Regions from separate parts of the Mus musculus genome. Here all the other regions are linked to region 2. The links are chromatin contacts, called in public ChIA-PET and HiChIP or PLAC-seq maps. All regions are on one chromosome and are shown on one strand. Each heading gives the region's core, a stretch centred on a gene start, on an enhancer-like site or on the middle of the called end of the contact. The rest is flanking DNA. Distances are from core to core; before and after follow the strand shown.

Region 1 (3,958 bases), core at 8-2,507, 140 kb after region 2:
CTCACCCCTCCCTCCCCGCAATCCTAAAATATCTCGTATTTAATAGAAAGTTGCACTCTAGGTTTACTGTTTTTTATTGGTATAATTAATATTTTGCAGAAAAATTGGTGGTTTAGAGTTGCATTCAACTTTGATGGAAGAAGCTATTTTATTTTAGATCTATTCTGTTTCAAGGGAAGTTGAGGAAAAAAAAAATATTACAGCAAAGCAGCAAAACAGACCTTCAGCCTTTGGAAGTATCCGAGATATGCTGCTGGACCAACTAAAATTGTTTATAGCTGGTTTCAGGTCCCTGAGCATTATAGGCACTCTATCTGATTTATACTCTACAGTCTAAATTGGCATGGCACATGCCTTTGGGATTAAATTAATTTATACCAAGTGAGAAAGCATCAGCTGTCAAAGTCAGGGTGCCTTCTGGAGACCAGTATGCTTTTTTTCTTGGAGCATTCTGAGCTTACACTCCAGGCATTCTCTCTTGAACAGCAGCTGGGAGAGCCCTTCCCAGGGCCTGCTGAGCTTCCCTTTGTGCAGAAGTGGATCTGTTCCCACACAGGAGCAGAGCTGACCCAGATCCTACACCATCCTTGATCCTATGTACATCAGAAGGATTTTAGCTCTAAAAAAAGTTAATGCAACAAACAGAATCTATTATTCTTTTTAGGTGTTTTTGTTTACTACTTTTCTGTCTCTAATGAACTCAAAGCATTATTGTGATTGATTGGTAATTATGCAAATCTATGATCTTTGTCCTTATTTGGAATTAGAAGAAAGATTTCCTATTGAGTAAGATTAAAGAAAATTTGTACAATGAACAGGAGCATCCCAGCAGGCAAGAGAAAATATCAGTGTTGTTTAAGAGAAGGGATTTAGGAATATCCTATCTTTAGAGTGTCTATATAGTCAAATGGTTTTGTTAAGCAGGCAGGACTTTAGAAATAAGCAGTTAAGAATACTTTTCTGCAAGTGTGCTAAAAGCACCTCTTTGTGTTACTTTCCATTGCCCAGTGGTGTGGGCTGTCCCTTGCTCAGCCTGAGTTCTTCCCCAGTAGCCACTGCATGGTGGAAAGATTTGTTCTCTGGGGCAGGGAAAGTGGGGGGACATTGATTCGGGCTTTTCACTAATGAGCTGTGACGACAGCTGCAAGAGGGGCAAATCCTGTTACTCTCTTCACCTACTCTCTGAGGCTGCAGAGTGGATGGGAACAAGGTTCCCCTCTCTCTGCCGATCTGCTGCCTTTTCTGCTGTTGCCTTTCCCTTCCTCTTCTGCCCCTGAGCATCTTGGCAAAGGTCACATTTCGGTGCTCACAGTTCATTGCACACAGTGAAAGGGAGATACAAAAGAGTAGGAGAGAAAGTGAGAAAAGCAACCAAAAAAAAAAAAGGTTGGGGTGGAGATTTTTAGGAGGCTCTCTCCCTTGCTGCCTTAGTCTTACGACTTAAGCTCCAGGTTGAAACCTTAAAGCTTTGAATAACCTGGATTTCCAAGTAGTTTTTTGTAAGCAACTTATTAGAGCATGAACATGATGGGCTGTGAGTTAAAGAGAATTTCAATTTCTGTTCTGAAACTTGTAAATTTTGAAGATCGTTTTATCCCTAGTGTTTGCTCAGACTGTCATTGTAAGGATGACCTGTAATATTTATAGTATGTGTCAGAGACCATACTTAGCAATATTTTCCTAATAGAAAAAAATGTTAAATTGTGGCAAAAAGTTTTAAAATTGAACTATTAAAACGATTTCCCCATTAACCATTCTTAAGTGCAGTTCAGTAGTACCTTGCTGCTAGTCATTTGAGTGCACATTTTAGTAGTGTTAAGTGCAGTCACACCGATGTGAGGCACATCTCCAGAACTTTTTCTTTTCTGTGTCTGAGATTCTGTACCATTAAACTAACATGGAAAAGGTTAACCAAGCTGGTCCTTTTGTTAAGCAGGATTAAAATGGCTTCTCCGTTCTTTTGTTGTTGCTGTTTTCTCCTATAACATTCTTACTGTCCATTCCACTCCAGAATGAGAGAAAGGTATGTTTCACTATAGAGTTTTTGGTTTATTTATTAGTATAAACTGCTGGGACTCTATTACCTACAGGAGCAGGATAAAGCAGCTATTTAAAATTTTTTGCTTATAGGGGGTTGGGGGAGAGAGGATTTCAGTGTGTAGCTCTGGCTTGCCTATCTCTGCCTCCTGAGTGCTGGGATTGAAGGTGTAGATCACTGTGTCTAGCTTTAATAACTCTTGACCTAGCATTCTCTGGGAAAAGGCCTTGTAGAAGTGCACAACTGGAGCTCTGTGTGTGTGCACATGCACACACTACATACTACATATACACACACTACACACACACACACACACACACACACACACACACACACATATCAGTGGTGAATACTGGTCTATAATGAAGGTCTTGGGTTCCATCCCCAGCTCAAAAGATCAGGGCTTGAGTGTGGTGAACAAGGGGACATAGTAAATCCCATAGAAGTGTGTATTACAGTAAATGTTAATGTAGCTGTGGCATTTTGGTGGTAGGACCACAAAATTGAAGTCTTCTGGGAAGACTTGTAAGAGTTGTAAAGACCAGTGTCTTCAACATGACTTATTCGTTACATTCGTTACAGAGAGACAGATATATAGTCAGGTATCTTTTTTGAATGCAGTTCATTGTTTACATAGTACACCTCAGGAAAAAGGAAACAGCATTGGTTGAGTAGAGGTAGCACAAGTTGTCTAGTGCGCAGCAAACAACCATGTCCCGAATTCAAAGGTGGGGAAGGACTGGGAGGGCAGAGATCCTGGCCCCACAGCAAATGCTCCTTGAAAGCAATGTTCTTTTAGAGCTACAGAGGCTAGCTATCATAGGCTTAGTTGTACTTAGCCAGGTCAACCAGAATGCCAGACACTCAACATTCACCTGGGTCAGAGGCAGGAGTTCTTAGTGGAACACACAGCCTCTAGAAGTGTTCCTATTGCTATGTGGTTCTTGTGGTAAAATGGGGTATGCTGGGACACCAGCACCTACTGAGCTGCCTGGAGCCTGGTCTTTTTATAGCCCTTCAAAGGTTTGTCTCCTCCTTGCAGACATTTTGGTCTTGCTTCTGGTTGGTGTGGGCTGGCTGATGGGCTTTCTATGGCTTTGCTGGCTATACACTGGTGCTTGGTTCTGGTGTCAGGCTACTGAGCTGAAATGCCTCCATTTTTACTATAATTATATGTGGGTGTGCATGTGAAGAGGAGAGGACACCTTCACTTGGCTTTCGAAGATAGACTTCAGCTCACCAGGCTTGTGTAGCAAGTGCCTTTACCCTCTGAACCATCTTGCTGACCCCATTGAGTCTTTTAAAATATAGAACCTTAATAAGGGAAAGATAGTTTTGTTTCCCCAAGAATACTGTCCTGGGTAACTGGGTTCTCCTCTCCCCTCTCCCTTCTCCCCATCACAGATTTACTGATTTGGAAAAGTCTTTGAGACTGGTTTTGCTATTGGAATCCAGATTGACCTTGAATGTTCTATTCGGCTCAAGCATTGAGATTGCAGGCCTAGCTATCTTGAGAGAGTGGATGTGTATGACCTGTAATTTGCCTTCTAGCTTTAGCATCCCTGGGTTCTGATATACTTTGAAGTGAATAGCCTGGAACTTCTTTGCATCCAGGATTAAGCTACTGTTAGAACAACTGGCCATTTATTTTGTAATCTTAGCCTGTGACCAGGTTTAAACTGTGAGCCTATTGTTGTTGTTGTTGGTGGTGGTGGTGGTGGTTTGTTTTGGTTTTTGATTGTTTTAGAGTCTCAAACAGCCCATTACGTTTTGAAAATAAAGATTTTCCAATTTAGGGCTTTAAAATAATAAACAATTCATTAGATTGCATTAAAAGTTTAATATTTCTCTATACTAGAAAGAGGCTGTTTACTTTATGTAACACACACACACACACACCCCTATGTAATTGTTGAGATC
Region 2 (3,838 bases), core at 325-2,824:
AATTTGCTTGGTGTAGAAGGAAGGTGGAGGTGCTGTCACTGACCAGACGACAATAGGGTGGCCGAAAGCTGCGGGGGTTGAAGAACAGACAGTTAAACAGGCTAGCTGTGGGACCTGCTGCCACGAAGAGAGAACTTTCATTGGATTGCCTTGTGTCTGGAAAAGGAAATGGGCTAGAGACAAGGAAACTGGCATTCTAAAAGCCAGCGTATCTGTAAAGTGGGAAAGGGTGGGCTTAGAGGCACAATCCTGTTTCTTTACACGGGAGGATCCAGCCCTGGGAACATGGCTCCAAAACACCAAAGTTGTAAGAGCAGCGTTAGCCTCTGGGAGCTGCAAACTGCCCCTGTATCCCTGAGCTTCCACAGTCAGCCTATCCCAAAACCAAGGCCGTGGCTGTGCACATCCATAGGCTGAACAGGCTGAGCAAGCTTCCCTCCTGCCCTGCCCCCTCCGGACACAGGTGAGAGAGGTCAGAGGAGCAGTGCTCAGCAGCCCTTGGTACATGGGTGGCTTGTGGGGTGGTTTGTGTGTGTGTGTGTGTGTGTGAGCGCGCGCGAGCATGAGCTTGTATGTGTCTTTAAACTGGCAGCTTAAAAGAGCCCCACAGGCATCTGCATTTTCTACCCCATCCTAACCCCTAGGCCCAGTGCCAGGGGAGCAGACCCTTTGTCAGCGGAGCCATCCTGGCTTTGTGCTCCATGAGGAAGGCAGAAAGAGACCTTTGGCAATCCTCATGGGGAGGGGAGGGACTCGGGCACCAAAGTCTCCAAAAACGTTCTCATTTGAACAAACAAACAAGAACAAAGCTGGAGGAAGGGCCGCGGAGACAGCGAGTGAACTCTCAAACTACCGTAATTAAGGTGGACTCCCTCCCAAACGCTCCTGCGCTAAAGCCGCTGTGTTTATTAACCTGGTCAAAAGGCGGCAGGGCAAACTAAGCTGGAGCTTTGCCTCTGAACAATTTAGCATGCAAATGAGACAGAGGCACTGGGGTGTGAAGGGGACCCGTTAGTAACTCCGTTGGTCTTGGACTATATATGTACAGGAGAGGGGAAGTCCCTGCCTATGGACGGAGATGCTGGGACAAACCGGGCAGAAATTGGGGTGGTGACCTGTTTGCACCCAGATGGCATCCACTGGAACAGGCTGGGTTGCTACCGAGGCTAGGAGCTGGCAGACTTGCCCGCCCCACCCCCAGGGCCATGCCAATTAACGTATAAGACTGTGCCAGTGAGACCCAGGGATATTTACATTGCATTTGTGCCAGTGTCAGCCCAGGGGGTGACTACCCAGTGAAAACCTTTGCACTGTGCAAGAGGGCATTGCCAGGGTGTCTGCACGGCAGAAGTGAGCATATGGGCCGCAAGCAACCCTACAGACAGAGGAGGGAGTACAGCACCCACGTGGATCTCCCTCCGGCGGCTCTGCTTTGGTTTCGAGACCTGTAACTAAGGCAAAAGACCACTAGGGCTCCTAGTTGCACCGCTTTCCCTCCTCCCAGCTGCTCTGGTCTCAGTCTCTGGCGCTCAGGCTCAGAGATACAAAACAGCTGAGCAGATAAACAAGCCACCACCTGCTCTCTCCTCCCCAGTGACACCGCCCTCGTCCCCAAGTCCCACCCCTTCTTCCGTGCACTCTCTCCCTCCATTCCCCCCAGAAGCCTCACTCCCTGGTGGCATGGTGGCGGCAGCAGCTGCTGCAGTCTGCCTCTCTCCTGCTGGCACTTACTCCGCAACACGCCCCCCCCCCCAGCCCCTCCGCCGCCCCTGTGCCCCACCAATGGCAAATGAGGAACACGTGTCTGGAGCCCTGTGCGCTCTCTCTCTCTCTCTCTCTCTCTCTCTCTCTCTCTCTCTCTCTCTCTCTCTCTCTCTCTCTCTCTCTCTCCTCCCGAGGCCATTTCAAACAAAACGTTTGTGCTTCTGAAAGTCAGGCATGGATCTCTGGAGTCCCCAAGGAAAACAGGTTTATGGCATCCGCCAGCCCTGGAGCCAGTGTCTGGCCATTTGGCCCAGAGCCCTTTTGCTAGGGACAGGAAGAGTGAAAGGAAAGGGTTAATCTGTACAGAGGAGCCCTCAGGGGTCCAGTTCCATTCCAGACTGCAGGGGAAGTAGGCTCTGGGATAGAGGGCTCTGGAAAACACCCGGGAGAAAGTCAAGTCACCTCTTGTAATACTTGATAGTGCAGAAGAGAGGCATATATATGATGTGCTCTGACACATGTTACATATATCACATATATTATTGTGCTTGGTGTGTCCCTGTGACAACACACTTTGGGTTTGGTAGTCAGAAGCCCTAAGTTAGCTTAGGGCTTAATAGGTCCCCAGCGCCAATGGCAGGCATTAACAGAAGGTCCCATTAGTTGGGGACACAGGAGAGGAACTCCAGAGTGCCTCTTCCCAGGGAGCAAGTGTGTGCCCTAAGCTGCCTGGTGAGATACCCTAGAGGCTCTGAGCGCAATTCACAGCTTGAACCCTGCACTGCCAGCCACCTCAACTGTGAGAAGCTTAAGATGATAAAACTTGGTGCCCCCCACCCTGTTTTTCTGTCCTTACACCCTCACCCCCCTGGCACCCCCACTCCACCCTCCCACCTCCCAGGCCCCCAACACTCCCCGCGCTGTGCCTCTAGTTCCTCATAAATTTGTCTTTACAGTTTATGCAGAAGGGCTTGTGTTTGAAGGACCCAAGCCTGCCTTTCATTTGTTCGAACCTCCCATCCCTTTGTGCTGGAGGGCAAAGCTGGGCCTTGCACTGCATATGCGGAGCAAAGGCCCCGCCACTGAGCTTCACCCAGACTGTCATCAGGTATTTGAACGCACAATGCTGTTTGGTGTGGTAAGCAGCCAAGAGACCAACTTAGCACAGGGCTGGGCAGGACGACAGTCAAGGCTTTCTGGCCTTGAAGGAGAGACTTCAACTTCCTCAGACCCCCAGATTTAGTTTTCTCACTGGTAAACTGCAAAAGGGGGCCCTGACGAGAGCTCAGAGGTTAAAGGTGCTGGCCACCGTGCACACACACACACACACACACACACACAATTCATTGACTAGTTAACTAATTAATAGAAATTTTTTAAATAAAAAAGGACCTGCCTCATAATTTAGCTAGTCATTTATTTATTTATTTATTTTAAATTTTATTTATTTAATGTATGAGTGCTCTGCTGCACATACATCTGCCTGCCTGAAGAGGGCATCAGATCCCCCTATAGATGGTTGTCAAACACCATGTGGTTGCTGGACTTGAACTCCAGACCTCTGAAAGAGCAGTCAGAGCTCTCAACCACTGCTAAGCCATCTCACCAGCACTTATTTATTTTTAGACAGGGTTTTTCACTAGGCTGGCCTGGAACTCTCCTGCTAGTCCGTGCTAGCCTTGAACCCACAGAGATCCCCCGCTTTTGCCTCTGAGTGCTGGGATTGAAGATGTGAGCCCTGCTGTTTATTTTAACGTGTTGTGTAAGTGTTTTGCCTGCATGTAGGTCTGTGCTACACGCCTGTCTGGTGCCCGCTGAGGTCAGAGGAAGGAAGTAGCTCCTCTAGAACTGGAGTTACAATGGATGGTTGTGAGCCACCCTGTTGTATTAGGAACCAAACCTGGGTTCGCTGTAAGAACAGTATCCTTAACTGCTGAGCCATCTCTCCCCAGCCCCATAGATATACCTCATTTATAGATTACTGGTGGAATGCATGCTGGTGCTCATGACACTGTGGGTTCTGTCCCCACCACTGCAAAAACACAGTCACAAAGGTGCACAAAGGTATGTGAAAGCCAAAGCCAAAGCATCTTTTTACTGGACTTCCTCAATGTCCTACTTTCTTTCTTTTTTT
Region 3 (3,621 bases), core at 583-3,082, 220 kb after region 2:
TAGATCTCAACGCCACCAGCTCTACAGAGAACACAGGAAGTAATGTCACGGGCTTGAGATGTATGTCCATGACACGACACTTACCCGACTCCTACCCTCAGCACAGGACAGCCTCGGCATGTAAAGTGTACAGACAGGGCAACACTAATCCCACAGCGTCAGAGAGAACTCACAGTGCTCGCACACAGGGTACAGTGACTGTTGAGCACAGCCATGGGGCTGCAGCGTGCTGTTCAATTCTAGCCAGCCCTTCCCAGCAAGGTAGAAACCAGCTTCAATTCTCTTAGCTATGAGTCACCAGGCAGCCTATGGAGAGGCGGCACCTGCATGCTGCTGACAAAGGAAGGACAGTGACTCAACATGCCTGGCTGCCTAGTGCCTGCCTCTAGCCACCCTCACGTGTCACCTCACTCCTCAAAGCCTCTCAGCACTCAAGAGACATACACAGGTCAACTGTATTTCAAGGAACCATGGGGAACAAGATTCACCTACAAATGACCAGTTCTGTCAATTACCAAGATAAATGGACTATCAGACAAGGACCCAGATACTACTTGAGACAACATTTCACTAGGTAGCCCAGGCTAGCCTAGGACTTACCATCTAAAATCCTCCTGCTTCTGTGGAGATTACAGGCACGTGCCATTATGCACAGGTGGGAAAGGATTGGTACTTCCTCCTTGGGATGTTCGGTGGCTGATGGCCACAGCTGTACCAATCTCCCCCTTTCTGTGCCTCCCTCTTTTTTTCCAGTCTCCATAGCACTAAAGATGTTGCTCTGCTGAGATCCTGACTCCTGGGTGTTTTGTGGGGGAATGTGAGGACAGGAAGGGAGAGAATAAGCAAAAATGACCTCAGCAGGCACTGAGTGTCAGCTTTCTTCTCTTTCCTTCTGTGTTTTGAGACAGGGTCTCCCTGCATGGTTCAAACTGGCCTCAAACACTCTATCATCAATTGGAGCCAAGAGGCTGAGAGGTGATCAGCCTCCTGAGCAAGCACAGCACTCCTGATGAGCCTACAGCTTCCTAACTTCACAGCAACCTGAGTCTCGTGTACGAGATGTAGTAGATGAGGAAATGCACTCTGAGAAACCAAAAGGAGTAGTAACCACATTAAACAAATACCACTTAACCCAAAACAGTAAGCCTGCAATCTCTTAACTGTAATATTAAACCTCAAAAGGCTCTGAAAGCCACGCATCCTTCAGATAAGAACTGCCTGCCTCTTGTCATCTGGCAGAAACTAGCAGATCTTGACCTATTTATCTTGCATAGCATGAAAATTGCCAATTTTTGTTTTCTGTTTTCAAACAAGGTGTAGTTATGTTGCCCAGGTTGGCAGCTACACCGCTGGTAGGATGTGCATCTCCACGTTGCTGGCCATGAACTCCTGACAATCTTCTGCTACAGCATCCCAAGGACTGTGATTACAGGAAGGTGCCCCATGCCTAGCTTTTCCTGTGTGTCAATTGGGAAATGTTAGTATACCTGGCCATGACAGTGCTGTCTTAGACTTGAAGATACTACACAATGGGAAGCATCGGCACTTTGTCTGTCTTTGGTGCTGATGATGGGACTTGATCTCACACCTGCTATGCACGCTCTCAACTACCGAGCTGCACCCCAGCCCACGTCATTGCTATTCTGCTCTCTGAAATTCAATACATGTCTGATGACAAGGTCCCAGGAGGATCAGCCAGCCCTGTACCTGATGTCTCTGCACTGTCTGCTCAGTTTCCACAGCACATCGGCACCACTGAGCACGCCTAGACATGATCTCATTTCAAATGCTTCAATTTACTCAAGTCAGCTGGGCATGGTGAGCCATGCCTGTGATCCCAGCCTCCTGGCTGCTGTGAACAAAACCAACCTAGTCTACAGAATGAAATCCTGTCTCATCCTCTTACCACCAGAATAACAAAAACAAAAAAACCAAAACTGAAGCCAAGGCTCAAAGAGACAAAATAAGTGTTGCATCACCACTCAGACAGCCCTCAGCCGAGTAAAGCAAACCCACATCTGACTCACGCTTTCATGACATCCTGGGTTCTACCTGGTGTAGCAAGAAATAAAACAAACCCTCAAACCCCAAATCTATTTTTGACGGCCAATGTTCGTTCTCAACCATGTCACAGCCCCAAGCCTCAGCTCTTTCCATTTAGCTCAAGGTTTCCCAAGACCCTGCTCCAGGCTAGGCAATGGTAGCAATGTGATGTCAGACAGAAAGCTCTGGGCACCAACACTAATTTCCAACAGCGAACAGGATTATGTTCCACACTCCCATGCACAAAGTGTTGCCGCCCTGACCTCAAGACCAGCTTGAAGGAATGACAGGAAAACAGACGCAGGTACCTGGAGGATACAGCCACACCTTTCTCCTGCAGCAAAGACCTCACCCAAGAAAACAGTGTTCTTAGGGCTGAGGACTAAATCCAGGATGGGCTTTCCCACTGTACTGGCTGATTTTGTGTCAAGTTGATACAACTAGAGCCAGCAGAAGGGAAGGAGACTCAGTTGAGGACATGCCTCCATGATATCCAGCTATAGATAAGGCATTTTCTCAATTAGTGATCAATGGGGGAGGGCCCAACTGAGGGGGCTGGAGAGATGGCTCAATGGTTAAGAGCACTGCCTGATCTTCAGAAGGTCCTGAGTTCAAATCCCAGCAACCACATGGTGGCTCATAACCATCCATAATGAGATCTGACACCCTCTTCTGGAGTGTCTGAAGACAGCTACAGTGTATGTGCATATAATAATAAATAAATCTTTAAAAAAAAAAAAAAAAAAAGGAAAGCAGGTTGAGCAAGCCCTAAGGAGCAAGTCAATAAGCAGCCCCCTCTGTGACCTCTGTATCAGCTTCCAGCCCTGCTTAAATTCCTGTCCTGACGTCTTCCAATGATGGACTGTGATCTCGAAGTGTTGGCCAAATAAACCTTTTCCTCAACTTGCTTTTCCGTCATAGTGTTGCAGCAAGACAAATCAACTGGGACTCACTCCCCCCACCCCGAATAATAACAATAAAGAAAAGAGTTTTTAAAAGACTCAGCACCAAGGCCATTCCCATAACAAGCAGCAGATTTAACAGAAAGATCCTTACATTTCCTCAGGCAGGTAGGCCTCCTGGTCAATCTGGACATCAACATCCTTTTTGGTAGCAATTTTATACATAGGGATTGCTTTTTGTACTGCGGCCTGGGGGCGGGGGGGAAGCAAACAGAAAACAATAAAAGAGTTTCAGGTAAAATCGAGCTTTGCTGCTGAGGTCCTCACAGTGTTTCCTGAGGAAGAGGGGGAAAAGGAGAGTGTGCACACACACAGGTGGGAGGAAGGAGGAGTGTGCACACACACAGGTGGGAGGAAGAAGGAGTGTGCACACACACAGGTGGGAGGAAGGAGAGTGTGCACACACACAGGTGGGAGGAAGAAGGAGTGTGCACACACACAGGTGGGAGGAAGGAGTGTGCACACACACAGGTGGGAGGAAGAAGGAGTGTGCACACACACAGGTGGGAGGAAGGAGTGTGCACACACACAGGTGGGAGGAAGAAGGAGTGTGCACACACACAGGTGGGAGGAAGGAGTGTGCACACACACAGATGGGAGGAAGGAGGAGAGTGCA

Evidence for each region. ChIA-PET counts read pairs in DNA pulled down with a chosen protein or histone mark. HiChIP or PLAC-seq counts read pairs in DNA pulled down with a chosen protein or histone mark.
Region 1: a contact with region 2 is called in an H3K4me3 HiChIP or PLAC-seq map of forebrain, with 3 times the contacts expected there. The contact joins two enhancer-like sites. A contact is called at or near these places in 6 of 484 Hi-C or Micro-C datasets (bone marrow-derived macrophages, cumulus cells, embryonic fibroblasts and 3 more) and 11 of 115 datasets of contacts at active chromatin or transcription factors (craniofacial prominence, differentiating embryonic stem cells, embryonic basal ganglia and 5 more).
Region 3: a contact with region 2 is called in an RNA polymerase II ChIA-PET map of memory CD8 T cells, with 6 read pairs. The contact joins two enhancer-like sites. A contact is called at or near these places in 1 of 484 Hi-C or Micro-C datasets (embryonic stem cells), 6 of 115 datasets of contacts at active chromatin or transcription factors (embryonic stem cells, large pre-B cells, memory CD8 T cells and 1 more) and 3 of 9 other capture datasets (adipose tissue, embryonic stem cells and pancreatic islet).

The regions. Positions count from the first base shown.
Region 1 is chr6:120,715,559-120,719,516 of GRCm38.p6, forward strand. All of the region lies in intron 1 of Cecr2 (CECR2, histone acetyl-lysine reader), which reads left to right. Gm52876 (a long non-coding RNA gene) reads left to right here. Exons shown (of 2, transcript XR_003956357.1): 2 at 1-3,958. Among named protein-coding and RNA genes, the nearest start is that of Gm52876, 22 kb to the left of the region's middle. Within about 2 kb of position 1,258, at least 45 of the 459 cell types and tissues checked have an H3K27ac peak or open chromatin away from gene starts, as enhancers often do. A contact at or near this core is called in forebrain, where this site is marked.
Region 2 is chr6:120,578,732-120,582,569 of GRCm38.p6, forward strand. No RefSeq gene overlaps it. Among named protein-coding and RNA genes, the nearest start is that of 1700072O05Rik, 26 kb to the left of the region's middle. Within about 2 kb of position 1,575, at least 212 of the 459 cell types and tissues checked have an H3K27ac peak or open chromatin away from gene starts, as enhancers often do. A contact at or near this core is called in forebrain and memory CD8 T cells, where this site is marked.
Region 3 is chr6:120,797,944-120,801,564 of GRCm38.p6, forward strand. It overlaps Atp6v1e1 (ATPase, H+ transporting, lysosomal V1 subunit E1), which reads right to left. Exons shown (of 9, transcript NM_007510.3): 7 at 3,100-3,194; 8 at 1-21. Among named protein-coding and RNA genes, the nearest start is that of Atp6v1e1, 23 kb to the right of the region's middle. Within about 2 kb of position 1,833, at least 87 of the 459 cell types and tissues checked have an H3K27ac peak or open chromatin away from gene starts, as enhancers often do. A contact at or near this core is called in memory CD8 T cells, where this site is marked.